5 separate regions of the Sus scrofa genome follow, and regions 1, 2, 3 and 5 are each linked to region 4. Evidence: chromatin contacts called from public Hi-C data. All regions are on one chromosome and are shown on one strand. Each heading gives the region's core, a stretch centred on a gene start, on an enhancer-like site or on the middle of the called end of the contact. The rest is flanking DNA. Distances are from core to core; before and after follow the strand shown.

The links. A called contact is a pair of places that touch in the nucleus more often than the background predicts.
Region 1: a contact with region 4 is called in a Hi-C map of embryonic fibroblasts, with 3 times the contacts expected there. The contact joins the enhancer-like site here to the promoter of THBS1 in region 4. A contact is called at or near these places in 2 of 5 promoter capture datasets (fetal skeletal muscle and liver), 7 of 47 Hi-C or Micro-C datasets (embryonic fibroblasts, fetal skeletal muscle, mesenteric adipose tissue and 3 more) and 1 of 2 datasets of contacts at active chromatin or transcription factors (skeletal muscle).
Region 2: a contact with region 4 is called in a Hi-C map of skeletal muscle, with 4 times the contacts expected there. The contact joins the enhancer-like site here to the promoter of THBS1 in region 4. A contact is called at or near these places in 3 of 5 promoter capture datasets (fetal liver, fetal skeletal muscle and liver) and 6 of 47 Hi-C or Micro-C datasets (embryonic fibroblasts, mesenteric adipose tissue, retroperitoneal adipose tissue and 2 more).
Region 3: a Hi-C map of embryonic fibroblasts shows a contact between it and region 4, with 4 times the contacts expected there. The contact joins the enhancer-like site here to the promoter of THBS1 in region 4. A contact is called at or near these places in 3 of 5 promoter capture datasets (fetal liver, fetal skeletal muscle and liver), 18 of 47 Hi-C or Micro-C datasets (embryonic fibroblasts, epiblast stem cells, fetal heart ventricle and 11 more) and 1 of 2 datasets of contacts at active chromatin or transcription factors (skeletal muscle).
Region 5: a Hi-C map of fetal skeletal muscle shows a contact between it and region 4, with 2.8 times the contacts expected there. The contact joins the enhancer-like site here to the promoter of THBS1 in region 4. A contact is called at or near these places in 4 of 5 promoter capture datasets (fetal liver, fetal skeletal muscle, liver and 1 more), 22 of 47 Hi-C or Micro-C datasets (alveolar macrophages, brain, embryonic fibroblasts and 11 more) and 1 of 2 datasets of contacts at active chromatin or transcription factors (skeletal muscle).

The regions. Positions count from the first base shown.
Region 1 is chr1:132,287,868-132,291,404 of Sscrofa11.1, forward strand. No RefSeq gene overlaps it. Among named protein-coding and RNA genes, the nearest start is that of RASGRP1, 410 kb to the right of the region's middle. Within about 2 kb of position 1,979, at least 6 of the 83 cell types and tissues checked have an H3K27ac peak or open chromatin away from gene starts, as enhancers often do. A contact at or near this core is called in embryonic fibroblasts and skeletal muscle, where this site is marked.
Region 2 is chr1:132,310,629-132,314,239 of Sscrofa11.1, forward strand. The region is part of intron 1 of LOC110261468 (a long non-coding RNA gene); the gene reads right to left. Among named protein-coding and RNA genes, the nearest start is that of RASGRP1, 390 kb to the right of the region's middle. Within about 2 kb of position 2,098, at least 19 of the 83 cell types and tissues checked have an H3K27ac peak or open chromatin away from gene starts, as enhancers often do. A contact at or near this core is called in skeletal muscle, where this site is marked.
Region 3 is chr1:132,587,423-132,590,989 of Sscrofa11.1, forward strand. No RefSeq gene overlaps it. Among named protein-coding and RNA genes, the nearest start is that of RASGRP1, 110 kb to the right of the region's middle. Within about 2 kb of position 2,184, at least 16 of the 83 cell types and tissues checked have an H3K27ac peak or open chromatin away from gene starts, as enhancers often do. A contact at or near this core is called in embryonic fibroblasts, where this site is marked.
Region 4 is chr1:131,744,462-131,747,766 of Sscrofa11.1, forward strand. THBS1 (thrombospondin 1) reads right to left here and starts at 1,637. Exons shown (of 22, transcript NM_001244536.1): 1 at 1,486-1,637; 2 at 779-873; 3 at 1-519. The coding sequence starts at 845.
Region 5 is chr1:132,487,252-132,490,492 of Sscrofa11.1, forward strand. All of the region lies in intron 1 of LOC110261468 (a long non-coding RNA gene), which reads right to left. Among named protein-coding and RNA genes, the nearest start is that of RASGRP1, 210 kb to the right of the region's middle. Within about 2 kb of position 1,555, at least 3 of the 83 cell types and tissues checked have an H3K27ac peak or open chromatin away from gene starts, as enhancers often do. A contact at or near this core is called in fetal skeletal muscle, where this site is marked.

The sequences.
Region 1 (3,537 bases), core at 729-3,228, 540 kb after region 4:
CTCAGTGTTTCTCTTCAGTAATTCAACTCACTCTGTGTGCAGGTGTTACTTGGTCCTCTTTATATCACCAAAAGAGAATTGGAACCTGAGGAATAAGCACAAGGAAATGCTGATATTCTGGCTATTACTGTGCATGTGAGTAATAAAGTCCTTTGTCTTTGAACCAAAAGCTTCATATCTTCTACTTAGCATCCATGAGACTGCCACAGTCCAACTTGTTAGTTTGCAAGTAGGATAAAATTTCAAACCTTTCACAGTGCTTATCAGCTCAAGGAATCAAATTATAGACTAACTACTGGAACCAGGCTCTCAAATTCATCTCCACCAGGACCATCTGTCTCTCCATATCTGCTATGGCCTGATCGTTTATGTCTCTCCCAATTCATATGTTAAGACCTAATTTCCAATGTGAGGGTATTGGAGATGGGGTCTTTTGGAGGTAACTGGGATTTGTCCTGTATAAAAAAGGCTCAAAAGAGCTCCCTTGCCCTTCTACCATGTGAGGGCACAATGAAAATATGACTGTCTATGAACCAGGAAGCAGGCCTCCCACCAGACACCATATCTGATGGCACCTTGAACTTGCACTTCCCAGCCTCTATAACTGTGAAAAATGAATTTCTATTGTTTATACCCCTCAGTCTATGGTATTCTGTTAGAGCAGCCTGAATGTCAATACCTCATCCATTTCTGCCTATTCCTGCTGAGTTTTAATTTATAGACAGAGAAGAAAGGTATCCTTCATCATTCCCAAATCTGTTCTCTGAATTCCATAGCCCTTGGGCTGGTGACTTTCTCTGGTTCCTTGGGAAGAGCTCTGATTGACCTAATTTGCAGTATGGTTCCCTTGGACCAATGTTTATTTAAGATGTGTGTACACATAATACACTCAGTAAGAATATTTTTCTAGAAATCATGTTCTTGAATATGAAAATTCTTATGGATTATTCCTCTTTAAATCTGAACAAATTAGTGAAGAAAATATTAATATAAATTATTTATATTCAAAACTTTGCACTTGTGAATATATCTTTGTATACCCCTCAATGTTGCCCCTCTCTCCACCCTTCACTATTCAACTATAACGTAGATCTGAGAACAGGGACCGGAGCAATATTCCTTAAATATCAGTTTAGAAAGTAAAATAAACCTGACTAGCTACAGTAAAAATAGTTAAAAATAAATTGAGTGAAATTATCATTTGGAAAGCTGTTCATTTGATAAGTAGGTTTTAGGCAAGATCACCTGGAGTTCTCCTTCCCATTCCTGCTTTGACCCCCTACTAATATTCATATTTCTTTCTTTCACTCCTTTATTTCTGTAGGTCTGTCTCCCTGCTAAACTCTTGAGAAAATAGAGACTAGTCATTATTTTTCATACATAATAAATAAAAGTTTTTAATGTCCACAAATGAGAAGCTCACCAGCCTCTCCTCCTGGGAATAAGCAGGATGCCTTAAAAAGAACTGCAGCAAGACAAAAAGATTCCCCAAATTCTGATACATATTATTCCAAATAATTATTTTCCTGTAGCTAGAAAAAGAATTTTGTAAATTCCAAAGTTTTGAGTAGGTTTTATTTTCCTGTTCATTAGTCCCCAGTTTCAATAAACTTCTCAAAACATAGCTCATTTACACCAATAAGAATAAAGTTTCCTATGAAATTTCCTGAAGATCATTGAGGTCTCATTAAAATAAGCCCTATAACCTCAATATGGAAACATTCTCCTTTTGCTCATGTGCCTTCTCCTGCCACATTTTTTTCAAATTTTTAGTTCAAATATTGAAATTCTTAATGAGTCTTTGTTTAATTTGAGAGTGATGTTAAAAGGGTAGTTACAGCTTGGTGTTTGTATCTTACTCCACATGCTTATTGTTGCCCTTTTGTCTTTGCTGAGAAGGCCAAGATCCTGAGCTGAAGCCTCAGGACAGAGCTGAAGGAGCCAGTTTGGCTTCTGTAGAGTCAGTGAATCATGGTGCAGTCATAGATCTCCTGGGGCTTAAACCCATTGGCAGGCCAACTAAGGAAGAGAACCTAGCTTCTGTAGCAAGTAGAGCCAGCCAACACGATGACGATGGATTAATTTCACTGGCCTTGGTCAATTTTTTTTTTTTTTAGTGGATACCTGAAGGATATATATACATCCTGTGTGTGTGTGTGTGTGTGTGTGTGAATGTGTGTATCCTTAAACTTGTTTTCAAATTATGATAAAGCTGTGATGATTTTACAAACCATGATGACAATATTAATATAAATTATTTATATTCAAAACTTATTTATATTGATGCTGTCACCTTAAGTATCTCCTGACTGCTGTGAACTGCAGACTCGTCTGTAAATTATATAACTTCTAATAATGTGAGCTTCTTCCACAATTATTTATATCTGCCACATTAGGATGATCATGGAGTGCATTAAATCAGCTTTATAGACCCTAGTCAATAAGGGGTACTTGGAATTGATAATAAGAATAACTCCCATACACTTGACCCAAACCACATGTCCTTACAATTTATCGAGTATGTGGGGAGGTACAGGGTAAGCCAGAGAAAATATCCCTCTGACTCTCTCATTAGACATATGGAAAACTTCTGTTAATGACACACCCATTCATGGACGTATTTTGACTGTTCTTACTGATAGAGAAAATAAGACTCTGTATGGGCAGCAAGGCCCTTTATATCTCCCCAACAAACAACTGCTAAGAGGTTAGTACATCTAATCTTCTCAGATTTATATTTAAGAAATCTACCCAGATTTGCATTTACGAAATCTTTCCAGATTTACATTTAAGAGCTTAATGATTGCATAAGGTGTTAAAGTTGTGAAGGCCTATGCAAAAAGGGCTCTGTTATTTTTTCACCAGTTTCACTAATCACATAGAGTATTTTACTAATTGTAAAAGCTGCCTCTCTTATTCTGCCTTAAACGAATTGCTTTCTGAGAGCTCTAACTGGGATAATCCCTGATTAAAGCAAGTATAATTTTTTCCCTGAGTAGTGGGACTGAAAGATAGTAGCAGGTAACATATATCTCAAATACTATGGTTCACCAAGATGATAGTCAGATTTTAGCAAGTATTAGAAAATAAGCCTCACAGAATATTTTAAAAGAAAAGCAACAACAACAAAAATCTACTTGGTTGGAGGGGACAACATTCAGTTCAAAAAAGAAACTCAAAAAAAATAAATAAATGAAGAGAAGGAACAATTCATGGCCCATGATCAATTACGAGAGCTAATTTTTTTAAATGTTTATTCAGTTAGTTGTCAGAAATATTTTAGACTTGCAAACCAAGAAATCTTACCAGCTAAAGGTAATTAATAAAGAATTAGCTTAATTTAATAGTAAATCACAAGAGTCAAGGACTAAGCACAAAAGAGAAAGTTAATAAATGAGATTATTCCTACTTTAAATATTATATATACAGTCTAGGCATTAACTTCCCTACTGTCTGAATTAATCTGGACACCGGATGGATATTCTTAGTATATGTTCATTAATAATTCAGGGACAAGAAAAAGACTATGTTTTTTGG
Region 2 (3,611 bases), core at 848-3,347, 570 kb after region 4:
TGTACCAGTTTACCTTCGTCTATTTTTTAATTGAATAATTTGGGGTTTTTTGCTGTTGAGTAGTATGAGTTCCTTATTTATTTTGGAAATTAACCCCTTATCAAATATGTGGTTTACAAACATTTCCTCCCATTCCATAGGTTTCCTTTTCATTTTGTTGATCATTTCTTTAGTTATTCAAAAGCTTTATAACTTGATGTAATCCTACTTGTTTATGTTTGCTTTTTTTGCTTGTGCTTAGAGTGTCTTTATATGAAATAGTTGCCAAGATCAACATCAAAGAGTGTTTTCCTTGTGTTTACTTATAGGAGTTTTATGGCTTCAGGCATTTCACGTAGTCTTTAATCCATTTTGAGTTTTTCTGTGTGGTGTAAAATAGGAATTCACTTTCATTGTTTTGCATGTTAGTATCCAGTTTTCCTATCACAGATACTAGATTTTCTTAAAAAGGGGGGCGTTAATTATTATGATCAAGGTATTCCAAGTGCAATTTTAAGTTGTAATCACACTTGAGGTATGTGTATATGCCTTTCCATAGTTATATACTCTCTCAAAAGATGAAACACAAAATGCCTCCCCTGTCATCTTAGTGTGATATAAATATATTTGGGGTCATTGTGAAATTGACCCCTCTCTGAAGGATGCTTATGAGTCTCTCCCTTGAAATCTCATTGTTCTTCTGGGTTTCATTTTTACTTTGCTTACTCCCCCTTGAGTCTGCTGGAAGCCTTAAACAGAAAACAGAAAAGGATACTTTTGATTCCATATGCTCATGCAGTATGCCATTTTGGAGAAAGCTCAGCTACTGCATTTATTTCTGTGCAAAATTTTCTGCCTGGGCTTTTGTCCCTTTCCATGCAATTTTTTTCAGAGACTCTCATCTGCTTAGAATTCTGAAGCCCATTAAATCAGAAACATGCTTTAAGAATATGTCCTTTAAGAAAACCACTCATTGAAAGCTGAGTCTTCTAAAAAAAAAATCTTAATATTTCTTATTCAGTTTAGTTCAAATGCAAACAAGTTCTTCAACTCAGTATGACATTGAGACTCTAAAAAAAGAATGTTGCCTGAAAAAATGATCAAAAATAACACGGAGAAGTGTATTCCTATCATACCTGTTCTTTGCTTTCCTTGTTGCTTTAGTCTCATCTTTTGGCCAAATAAATAAAGTACATGGAGCACCATTAAAGAATGATGGACCCTTTACCTAAATATTTTCCTGGAACCACCTTCCCTCTTATTCCGTTGTCCTACTAGCAAAACTGTCATGTCAGTGAGTAAATATTCCCTTCTTAAACTGAAGTTCTATTTTTTGCTCCCACTTGCCAAAGTCAGCATGATTTGAACATTCCTCTTCACCTAGTATCAGTCCCCATCAGATAACCATTAAATGAATAGAAGCTGCAGGTTAGGAGGAATGCTAACAATGCAGATAAAGTCCTGATATCTGGCATCTGTGAATTAATTCAGCCAGATCACAGCCCAGGAGGGTGGCTGTCAAAGGGAGCAAGGGTGCTTGGGAGGCTTGGCTTGGTGCCTGTAACTTACAGCACCTTCCCCCAGGCTAAGCAGCCTGGCATTTCATATCTAAAGTCACCACAGGAATGAGACAAATTCCCCTGTCCTATCTGGCAACTGCTCACCGTGGCAGATTAACTCCCTGTGACTGTCAGGGAAACAGTCACGTATATTCACCCACAGGAATGAATTAAAATGACTCTGAGGGAGCCACTGACCCAGCTAAGCACTGAGAAAAAGGGTCAGTTGACCTCTTAATCCATTCTCTATATTGGTTTCAGACTCAGAGTTCCAGAGCCTATTAAGTCTGGTAATACAAGAGGCAAAGTTCTTTTCCCCTGAATATTTTAAAGCAATCACAATCTATTGCCTGTTTCTAGGTTGTCAAGAAAATATACAAGCAGAGCCTCAGGGAATTTGAGTTCTAATCTTAGCCCTCTGCTACATCTATGATCTGTCTGAAGAGGCTACTTTCTGACTGAGATTTACCTTCACCGTCAGAACCCACTGTTTTGAGTATCTGAGCCTGGAAGCCTAGGTGTTTTGCATTCTCCACTCATGGTTTTTAGGCAGAGGAACACTTGTGTATTCCTGACTTTGACCAGTAGATGGAAGCATTTTTGATTGTGTGGCACCTCTAGCTTCTCAGACTTAAAAAGAAATATCTTTGATTTCCAGGAAAAGCTGAGACGCTGAATCACCAGATTCGTCTGACATAGTATCTTATTGGTGTATAGAATGTCTTCCCAAATAAAAAGGACAGTGAATATTTTGAAATAATAAGGGAAGAATTTAGGAAATACTTAGGGTTTATTTTCAATAGTCACAACCACCTAATTCTCTTAATTCCCTCACATTCTTTTAATTAAGCAATATAAAATGATGATCGTGATTTATAACAACCTATAATTCAGAATGAATAAAATTCTCCTTAAACCTCAAGTGTTTCATAAATACTCCATCTTTAACCAAAGACCAGTAAAAGTGTTTAACATAGTTATTCTGCCCAGATGGCTAAAAAACTGGGTTCTAAAGCAAACTATCTTTCCACTGAGAACTTATTACAGTATCTCATTTACCTAAGTTTCTTAAGGTTGTCAGATTTTAATTTAGAAACCATATGATATTTTTGACAGAAATGTCAAGGAGATTGTAGGTCATTACCAATCATTGACAGTCATTCAAATGTGGGCCAATTATTTTTCTTGACATAGTTGATAATGGGACTGATAGTGAAACTGAAATTTAATCACTCTCTTACTCTCTACTTTCTGAAGCTGAAACTCAAATAAATCCTTGAAAGACTTTTCTATCACTGAAAGAGTCCACAGCCCATACTTTGAATCATACCAGAAGGAAGACTAGCAGCCCTTGTTGGTATTATAAATCTTATACTAGAGCATTCTCCAGTAAAAACTCCAGTGTTCTCTGATATTAAATGAATAATGAATGAATTTCCCATTTTTAACTCCAAATGTGCTTCTATTTTGGAAAATCCTATGTATAGTCCGCTGGTCCATTTACCTTTCTCAGAAACCTGCAGCATGCCTTGAAGTCACTTTTTCCTTTATTCTCACAGTCATCAACAAATACTGCCAGTTTGGTTTCCTAATGTGTTTACAACCCAGCACTTCTCTCCATCTTCATGGCCACCAGGTCAGATGAGGTCAGATCCAGCCACCAAGGTGTTTCTCGTGGACTCTTGGCAATTGCCTCTAATTGGATAACTTCATGACTAATGAATTATGAATATACAAACAATAAGATGTAAAAGTATAAAAGTATCAAAATATGAAGGGTTAACATAAATTCATAGATGGTAAGCTTTTAGCAGACAGCTGAGGGATCTGAGGAACACATTTAATGTTTTAAAACTGGTGTCAACCAACACCAGTCCCTGGATTTTATAGTCAGGGTCATATAGAATAAAGTATTGACCATCTGGACTGTGGATAAAGCCTAAAAATGGTTTTTCTTAAGTTCATATGAGGATAAGAATCTATAGTTACTCATATCCTGATCATCTGAGAACTACGAGAGCTGCCACCTGAAATATTACCCAGGAATTGGGAACATGCTGAGGATGCTGGTCC
Region 3 (3,567 bases), core at 934-3,433, 840 kb after region 4:
ATAGGAGAGCCCGGAGCCCACTTCCAGGCTCCCTAGAGTCAAGCCTTGTAATGGTCACATGTGGTCTGGAGGCCTTAACTGGAACCTGAGCCAACTTGCCAGCCCCAAGAGGACATTTGGATAAAGAGAAGAGGAGCATGTGGGCTGGGTGTGGACCCCCTGCCAGGGGCGAGGGGCCAGGGGCTGCTTCTCAGAAGCCGCAGAAATGAGAGGAAGCAGTAGGAGGTCCTTTGTGCTTCCTGAAAAGGCCGGCCTCTAGCAGAATCTCTACCAGGGGCCAGGCCAGAGGCGAGGCCAGCATCAGCAGCAGCAGAGAAGTAAACTCCGATGTGCCAGGAAGCACATGCCTTCCCTCTCCCAGAAAACAGCCAGCCGTGAAAACGGACTTCCCCACCACTGAGAGCTACCAAGGAAATCAGGATGCCAAAGGCAAGAAAATTATACTCAGTTATAAAATGCATTCCATGGGAGTTCTCCTTGTGGCTCAGTGGTACTGAACCTGACCAGGATCCATGCGGACTCGGGTTGGATCCCTGGCCTCGCTCAGTGAGTTAGGGATCCGGCGTTGCAGTGAGCTGTGATATAGGTCACAGATGCTGCTCGAATCCCATGTGACTGTGGCTGTGGCTGTGGCTGCGGCTGGAGGTTGCAGCTCTGATTCAACCCCTAGCCTGGGAATTTCCAAATGCTGTGGGTGTGGCCCTAAAAAAGACAATAAATAAATTAATTAAATGCATTACACTTTGTAGCCATTTGTGTTAGTTTTCCGCTCCTGCCATAATAAATTACCATAACTTTAGCAGCTTCAAACACAGATTTTTTTTGGTCCGAGTTCTGTGGGCCAGATCCCACAAAGCTCATGGGGCAATCGAGGTGTCAGCATGGTTGCGTTCCTTTGTGGAGGTTCTGAGGGAGAGTCCATTTCTTTGCTGGTCCAGGTGTCGGCAGTTTCTGGGGGGTGTGGGACTGAGGTCCTCATTTCCTTGCCAGCTGTCAGCTCAGGTCTCCCTGAGCTCTCAGAGGGCTCTTGCTGGTCATTCATGCCTCCCCTTGTATCTCAGCACCAGCGAGGCATCAAATCCTTCTCACAGCTTCTCTTTGGCCTTCTCCACGCTCACGTTTCTCTCTCTGGGCACTCCCAGGGAAGGTCTCCTGCTTTTACAGACTCGCATGGTTAGAATAGTCCACTCGATAATCCAGAATAACCTCTCCAGCACAAGGTCCAATGTGCTAACCACACCTGCTGAGTAAGGTAACATATGTGCAGGATCTGGGGATCAGGATGTGAACATCTTTGGAGACCTGTCATTGTGTCTTCCACACCATTATACAGTCAACGAGAATTACTTTATAGCAGGACCAGGGCTACCTGCTGGTTTAAAATGCCATTATCAGGGGCGTTAGGCTGCGGTGGGAAGTGGAGGGGAGGGGCGGCACACAGGGACATCTGTCCTTTGCAGTAGTTCAGGGAGCACCATTTACACAAAATCCAATATGAACTCTACCCACCATCCACTCATGCACCATCCTCTCACTCCCTTGGCTCACCAGCACTCACCCTGGTCTGGAGTGTGCTCAAGGTCTCTGAAGAGGTCATTGCAATTCTCAGGGAAGCTAAAGAGCCTAGCAGGTTTGGCCACAGCAGAAAGACCAAGAAAGGCCTGGACACAAATGCTGTTCCCACCCTTTCGCCTATTTCCTGATGTGGTTTCACGGTCCCCCAAGGGACAAGAGAGGGAAATGCCCAGGGTCCTCCAGGGCCCTTTGTAACTCCACATCAGAATATGGCGAGAAGGCAAAAACGTTGGTTTCTTACTAACTGAAGCCCCTTCCGGCTGAGGCTCCCTGGCCTATATTTCACGGCTCCTGAGCTCATGGGAGCCACTGACTTGCTGGTTTGTTTCTCAACCACAGTCATGGTGAGTCAGCACAGTGGTTAGCTCTCAGCCGGGAGGCCACAGCCCCCAGCAGAGCCCCAGGCAGACCAGCCTCCTGATCAGCCCGACCTCCATCCCTGGGCCTTACTGGGCTGGCTGGAACCCAGGGGCACACTGCACAGCTGTGCATCCAGCAGAGTGTACGGCTTCCAAAGCCAGGGCATGAAAGATGAAGGTAATGAATAAACCAGGAAAGGAGGCATCAGCCTGGTCCAACAAGCACTGGCTTGCATTTGGCCAATAGCACCTCAGGTTCATCTTGCCTTCCTCTGCTCTAGAGGCCGTGTCTGGGAGCCAGGCCCTGACAACTAGCATCCTTCCTGCACACACAGTCCACCTCACAGCCCTACAGTCTGGCCAGCCAGACTGCTGGGGAGGGGTGTTCAGTACCCCTCATTTAAAGGGCTCTTACTACTCATGCCACAAAACCCAAAACACCAGTGGTGGTCACATCTTCCTCTGACACTTCAAACTTGCTGGTGGGGAAGCTGTTTTGGTGGTGATGCCAAAACATTCCTCATTTTATCTTTTCTATATGCCTCTCCAGGGCTAAGTCACTGACAATAGCCCTGAGTGATACAAAACCAGTTGATAGCAGGAAGGAAACTGATCAGCAGCTAACTAGCTCCAGACGATAGCTCTGTGGCTTGGAAGACAAGTCTTACTCTAAAGGGCCCCCCCAGCCCACCCCAGACCTGAATTACTCTGGCAGCTCTTACAGGGAACATATGCCCCCTGCGTTTCTGCTTAAGGGTGTTGGCCTACAGCTAAGCCTAGGAGGGGGCTTTCCTCTCAGATCTGCCCTCAAAGAGCACCACTGCAGTGACCAGAATTGTCAGTGTCTCTAATCACATGCACACTTAACTCTAAGAACAAAGACTGGCAGAGGACTCTACTGCTGCTTATTGCTAGCAAGGGACAAGGTTATTTGACCCTGCGGAGTCTCCAATTGCTGATTACAGGTAGATGTGGCTTCTATTATTTAAGTCACATAATTCTCTCCTTGCTCCTGATCTACTTTGTGAAACATCCCTAGAAAACTCTGCACCTACTCAAAATACCCAATACGTGGGCACCTTTACATGTCCTACCAGCTTCCCCCATTTCAGCTTGGGTGCATTCATAAATAAGTTAATAGTTCAACTATATGACAAGCTCTCACATAAGAGGGATCATAGGCCTCGTCACCATCAGAACGAGAGAGATTTGCCCCCAAGTTTTGGCTACAAAGCTGCAGACATCATGTCAACCACCTGACATTTGGGGAATAGTGGCAAATCCTCTCTTCCTTCTCACTGTGGTGAGCCCAGGTCATGGATCCAGTCTCTTCACCGGGAATACAGGCTAGTCATCTTGAGTGCACAAAATGATAGCAAAAATAAAGTCACAGGTTGCAGAAGATCTTCAACTCAGGAAAGAAGGCGTTGGCTGGGAGTATCTGCTGTGTTGTGCCCCATCCAGGGATATACAGACATGTTGTGCCACCAGCTCTTGTCACCTGAGGATGTAAGTCAGTTCTCAGCAGGGGGAAAGTCTCTCGTACTGTCATGGGGATAGAGATTCATATATAAAGGACTGCAAAGGACAATTGATTTCTAATGAACTAGACCCAGAGTGACACTGAAAGATG
Region 4 (3,305 bases), core at 387-2,886:
TGGCGATGCTGGCCAGGTCCCTGGTGAAGATGCTTTGGATGGGAACGTCCAGCTCGGCATTCTCCATCTTCTCGCAGTCGATGTACAGCTGGGCCCTGTCCTCCTGCACAAATAGGGTGATGCTCTTCCACTGACCAGTGGCCAGGAGGGCTTCCTCCACTGACACCACCTGCTGCTTCCCCTGCACGGTCAGGCTCAGGTCCAGGGTGCCCGCCTTGCCGTTGGAGACCACGCTGAAGACCTGGCCAGAATGGTCTTTCCGCTCCACGGCCAGCAGCGTGCCCCGGGTCTTCTTCATTTGCCTCAGGGAGGCCAGGAGGAGGAAACCTTTCTCTGCTCGCACAGCATCCACTAGGTCTTGGAACTTGTCATCAGGGACAGGGGGGATCAGGTTGGCATCCTCAATGCGGAAAGCTGGGCTGGAAGGGTCAGGACCCTTCACTAGTCGGCGCCCAGAGCCCTTTCGGGCAGCCCCGGTGAGTTCAAAGATGTCAAAGACGCTGTTGTCTCCCCCAGACTCTGTTAGACAAGAGGAGGAAGCACTGTGAGCAGGGCCCTCTAGGTGGGGGCGGTGGAGGTAGGGGTTCAGCTCTGGCCGGTGGGGCAGAAAGACAGGGGTGAAAACTCCCTGCAGCCACTGAAAGGGCTTAATCAACACCAGGTCAGAGGGAACCTGCATCCTGAGGTTCAGCCAGGGCTCGGGAAGAGGCACACCTGGGGTAACCAGACCTCCCTTCTCCTCTTCCCTCCCCCCTCAAAAGGTATCATACAGACTTACCTGGAATGCGGTTGGAGCCACACACATGCAACAGAAACAGGACACTGAGTCCCCAGGCCAGCCCCATGGTGGAGCGTTTGTGCCCAACAGAGAGCCTGCAGCAGGAAGCACAGAGAACCCAGGTCAGAGGCCGCCCATCAATGAGGGTGAGCAAAACTGGCTGGGCATGGGGCCAGAGCCTCAGGGACACGCCCCCCCGCCCCGTGGCCCCCACATTTGGTGGAATGAGGGGCAACAGTATTGACTCTGGAGAAAGCATAAGGAAGAAAATGAGGGAGTTGAGGGGAGGAGACTGTGGTTTTCAGGTGGTGGTAGGGGCAAGACCAATAACAGGCAGCCGGGGGCGGCGGGGGGGGCTTTTCCTTGGGAAGGTGAGGTAAGTAGCAGGACCAGGAGATGTAGTTTGGGGAGCTGGGACAGCATGAAGGTGCAGAGATTTTTCTAGAGGACTTTTAGAAAGGTTTAGGAAGGACTTGAGGAAAAGAACAAAATCTTGGGGTGTCCCTGGCGATTTGGGTTTTGAATCCCAAGGCTGGAGAAGATCGCTCTGAAGCTCTTCGTGAGAAGAGTCCTCCAGCGGCTGAGAGGTTCAGGATGGGGAAGGCAAAAAGTGTGAGATCCGGGGTCTGCCAGGAGCTAAAGTCTGTAGCTTCAGGTGTATGGCCAGGGCAGAACTGGACCTCGGCGGCCGCCCAGGGACTCCTTACCTGTGTGGAAACGGGTGCAGCAGCTGGGACTGGAAGCAAGGACACAGCGACCGGAGGAACGCTGGAGAGGCGCGGGGAGAGCGGTGCGCCCGGGAGGCCGCGGTATCAGAGGCTGCGCAGGGAGATTCGCCGGGGAGTGCGCTTGCCGGCCGGCCCGGGTGCAGTGGCTGGTGAGGCGGCGGAGCCGCGGGTTTTTAAAGGGGCGCTCACATTCCTGGGGTTTCCTCTAGCCAATAGGATGCGGCCGGGCAGGAAGCGGGAGGGGGGCCAGTCTGGGTTCCTCTCTCCGCCCCCCGCTGCCTGGCGCACAACTTTCCAGTTAGAAGGTGAAGGGGGGCGGTGGGTGTCGGGGCCGAGAAGCACTGGAACTTCTCAGAAAAATAGGTGCCCGCCCACGCGGCCTTGGCGCTCACGGACTCAGCACTTTGGCTGTGGCGCCGCTCGGGCCGATGTCCTCAGTGTGCTCATACCGGGCGGACGAGGCTCTGGCCACCCACCCGAGATCCCAAGCGGGGGGTTGGGGAACCTGTTCCCTTGAATGCCTGTGCGATGGCTAAGGGTGGACACTTGTTGGATATCGAGCCCATTTTATGGAAAAAAATAAGCCCGACATGGTAAATGGGACCAAGAGGGGACCAGTCTTTGAAAGAGTTGGGTATTTGTTGACCCTTGTCCATCCATCTTGGGTACTTGCGGACCACGCGGTCAGCTTCGCGCCGCGCTCCTGCCCTCCTCCCACTCTGTCTCCTGCCTGCCCCTCGAGGGACGTGAGTGCGGTATCGCACCGGCCAGCAGGCCACGGATGGGGCTCGCCTTCCCACCGCGCGTCGGGGCAGCGTTTCTGCAGCTGCTTGCCGCTCGAGTTCCCGCGAAGAAAAGTCTCTTCTCACAAGTGCTGCGGCGCTTCCACAGCGGGCCGCTTGGGGGCGGTATGCGAATTCTGATCTAGGGGACGCGAGCAAATGGCTTCTTTTCAGTCAGGAATGTTAAGGAAACTTGCTCTTTACCACTTCTCTCAAGCCAAAATTGAAATTGTGTCTTGAAAAACAGTTTTTGTGCCCACTCGTGCTTCTTAACGTGACTCCTGCTTGGAGGGTTTGCAGCACCATCTGGCTCCAGGGTCTTGAACTATTTACAGAACAGACCCATAGAGTCATAAATTACCCTCTGCCTATCATTTTATTTCCCCCTTTTTTTTTCAACCCCAAAGTTCTTTTCATTTTTTCGGCTCCCGAAACCGAGATGTGGGTTACATTTCTGTGGGTGCACCAATTGCCATGAGCGCTGCCGCTGCATGCTTCTGTCATTGGAAATCTAGTGTCCAAGCCACCGGTCCCAAGCCAGCATGACTCCAGCTGCTTGGAATTCCATTCATCTCTTGGGCTGGGACGTCAGCAGCCACACTTCCCCTGCTGTGATCCAGCACATGAGGCTGGCCCCCAGACCCAGGGAACAGGTAGTAACTTCACCAAATAAGGATCTCAGCCACAAGCCAGGGAAAGCCCTGGGGTTCACTTCCCTCCTTAGCACTCACACCTGGCTGGACTCCTAACGGGCTGGAAACACCCAAGAGTTTACATTCGTCAAACAGCAGTTTCACTTTTCTTGTGTGGGAGTGTTGTGTGACAAGGGCCATGTGGGGGACAGAGTGTTTTTTAGTTACTCAATATACAGCAAGCACCTCTAGAAGATGACAAGTATGTTCCCAAAACTCTTGTTTGTTTGTTGCTGAAGTAATAACTTAACCTAACAGTCAAATGAATTTCACATGCTGGGAGGGAGAAAGAAGTCTTCGTCGGATGATTAGTCAAATCAGATTC
Region 5 (3,241 bases), core at 305-2,804, 740 kb after region 4:
TCTAGTCTACACCCTCCTCCAAAGAGCAGATGCACGCTACTAGGCAAGTTTAGGTAGCACTAGAAATTTCTAAATTGAATGTTTTAAGTATGAATAAAAAAGAACAAATTGATCAATAGAGTCAAGAAGCTGAAATTCACCTTCTGTTGGAACCATTCTGTGTATTTTTATTCTCCTCTTCACTTCTGTTATTTAGAGTCCACCTGCACATGGGAACCCCAGAGAGTTAGTGTTGAGTTGCACTGGTCCAGTATTCTCGTTTTATTGAAGAAACTAAAGCTCAGAGAGGTTGCACAGTGTGCCAGCTCCAGCAGTTGCTGCATCCATAGGAGTTTGGGAGAGGTCATGGTACCAAGAGCCACAGGCTGATGTGTATAGAAGGAGGTCAGCCTTTGAAGCTGAATCTTGATTGGGATGAACTTGCTCCTTTCTGTCTGGTCTTTTTATCAGCATAGCCACCATCAGCCTTTCATCATGTGCCTGTTTATTTTGTGTTTCACTAAATGCCCTTTAAAGGCCTTGCAGAAACTTTGTGAGATAATACCCTGGTTTGGGCCACTGGCAGCTGTAACCATGGCCCCAGCTATTTTGGTAGCTTCTTGGGCACAGATAATGTTTTGTTTAGACCCCACCTTGTATTCAGGGTGTCTGGGGACTATTGAAGTTGACTGAATTTGAGAGAGAAAAGAGAAAAGAAGTCAAACAGAGATAGTTATCGATATAGCTTCAAATCTTCCCCCCTCCTGTCCCCAACATAGTTCTCTCTGCTCCTTCCTCCTTACAGTTGGAATTCTATGCCAGCCATTGAAATAGTTTTTGGAAACAGAATTGGAAGACTGTGCATCTTAGGAAATAAAGTTCATGCTCTAGAGAGTGGCCATGGTATCAGAGTTTCATCCGTGATTGCAGTCTTAAATCAGAGAGCCCTTAGGAAACATCTATGTACCACAAATTATAATATAGCTATAAAATCTTTTCTGTAATAAGTAATTTTCCATGAAAACAACACTTTTCAGTCTTCCAGGACATAGCTGAAACATGACTTAGATTGCTCTTGGCTTTTGTGCATTTTTTAAATGGAAAGAAGACTTCAAATTCCCTAAGCATGATGCATTTTTAATCTTACAGAGCTTGACTTCTCCGTAGAAACCCATCTTAGGGATGGGAGCTTATTTCCCAGAGGAACTTTCCTGACTTTGCCCTCCAGAATGCTAAGGATTGATTTATAAACTGTTTGCACATCTAGGAAGTCTTTGGACAGAGAAAAGGAGCCAACCACTTTCCCCTTTTCCTGGAGACTAGACAAAATGTATTTGAGTCCAAACTTGAACTGAAAAATTAAAATCAAATGTTATGAAAACTGCTCTTATGGCAAGAATACACAAAAATAGTTCTTCTGTGTTGGGGAACCTTAGAAAATATCTTTTTGTGCTCTATACACTTTAGAAATCTTTAACCCAAATTAGTTCCGTGGAGTCTTGCCTGAAGGCAAGGGTATGCATTAGATGTCCCATCCCTAAAGTCCCTGCTACTCTGATTACAGATCCCAAGTAAAAATAATAGAAATCATGTCCCCAAGGTAGAAGACCTCACTGAAGTAGGACCAGAAAAAACCAGTCCTCAACCAGTCAACAAGAAACATAGATTCTTCTAGGGAAACCCCATATTCTCTTGAGTATGTAGGTCTTCTTACTCAATATGGACCCTGAGAGGCAGGTGGCAAGATTTTAAGAATTTATATCTTGGTGGTTTTTAAAGATTGACTTTGAAAGACTTATTTTGAAGATAGTCAAGATTCAGCTTATTCTTCAAGAAATAGGTAATGTCTTTTCAGATTCAGCAATCATTTATTGAGCACAGTACGAGCTGGAGACTGAGTGACAGACACAGTCCCGTCCTTATGGTTCTTACATTTATACACTTTAGCAATTTTCTTTTTTTTAATTAAAATATAGTTAATGTACGGTGTTGTGCCAGTTTCTGCTGTACACCATAGTGATCCAGTCATACATATGTATACATTCTTTTTATCATATTATCTTCCATCATGCTCTATCCCAAGAGATTGGGTATAGTTCCCTGTGCTATACAGCAGGACCTCATTACTTATCTATTCTAAATGGAATAGTTTGCATCTACTAACCCCAAACTCCTTGTCCATTCCACTCCCTCCCCCCTCCCCCATGGCAACCACAAGTCTCTTCTCTGTGTCTGTGAGTCTGTTTCTATTTTGAATATAGATTCATTTGTGCCATATTTTAGATTCCACACATAAATAGTATCATGTGGTATTTGTCTTTCTCTTTCTCCACTTAGTGTGAGAATATCTAGTTGCATCCATGTTGCTGCAAATGCCTTAAAATACATGTGACAAGTGCGACAAAAGGGGAAGTAGGTTGCATTGAAATGCCTAGTACAGGTTATATCCTGATCTAAGGAGTTGGGAAGGGCCTGCCTGGGGAAATAACCTTTAGAGTGAAACCCTTAAGGGGGACTTAATGAAAGGGCAAGACTTAGGTGGCAAAGAGGTCATTGAGTGAGAAAGTGTTCCTAGCATGAGTGGCCTATAGAAGCAAGAATATAGCATATTGTGGAAACGATCTTAGTTTTGGGTTGCTATCATAAAATACCAAAGACTGAGTGACTTAGACAACAAAAAATTATTTCACCCAGTTCTGGAGACTGGGATGTCCAAGATGAAAGTGCCTGCATGTTCAGTTTCTGGTGAGTGCACAAACATGCACCTAAGAATGGTTAAAAGACTAGAATATGGAAAGTGAGGGTAAAGTTGGTAAAAGGTTAGAATACAGAGAGAGCTAGATCAAGAAGTAGACTTCAGGCCCTGATAAGGAATTCAGTTAAGAACAGTAAGAAGCTATTAGCAGGTTTTAAGTAGGGAAGAAACATGACTAAATGTTCATTTTGAAAAGCTCATCTTGGTCACAATATGGAGAGTAGCTTGCAGGGAGTAAAGGTGATGCTTGGAGATGAGTTAATGAGACTGTGGAATAATCCAGGTGAGAGATGCTGGTATGTGGACCAAGATGGTAGGTAGCAATGGACATGAAGAAAAGCAGATGGATTTCTGTGCTCTTCAGAGAGAAGAATGGAAAAAATGGATGTGATAGATTGGAGTTGAGGAAGAAGGCTAGGGTGGTCCATGGGTTTTTATTGGAGCAATAAGTTAGACACTGCTAACATGTGATAAGACAGGACATAAGTGCTGGAAGAAAAATCAGGT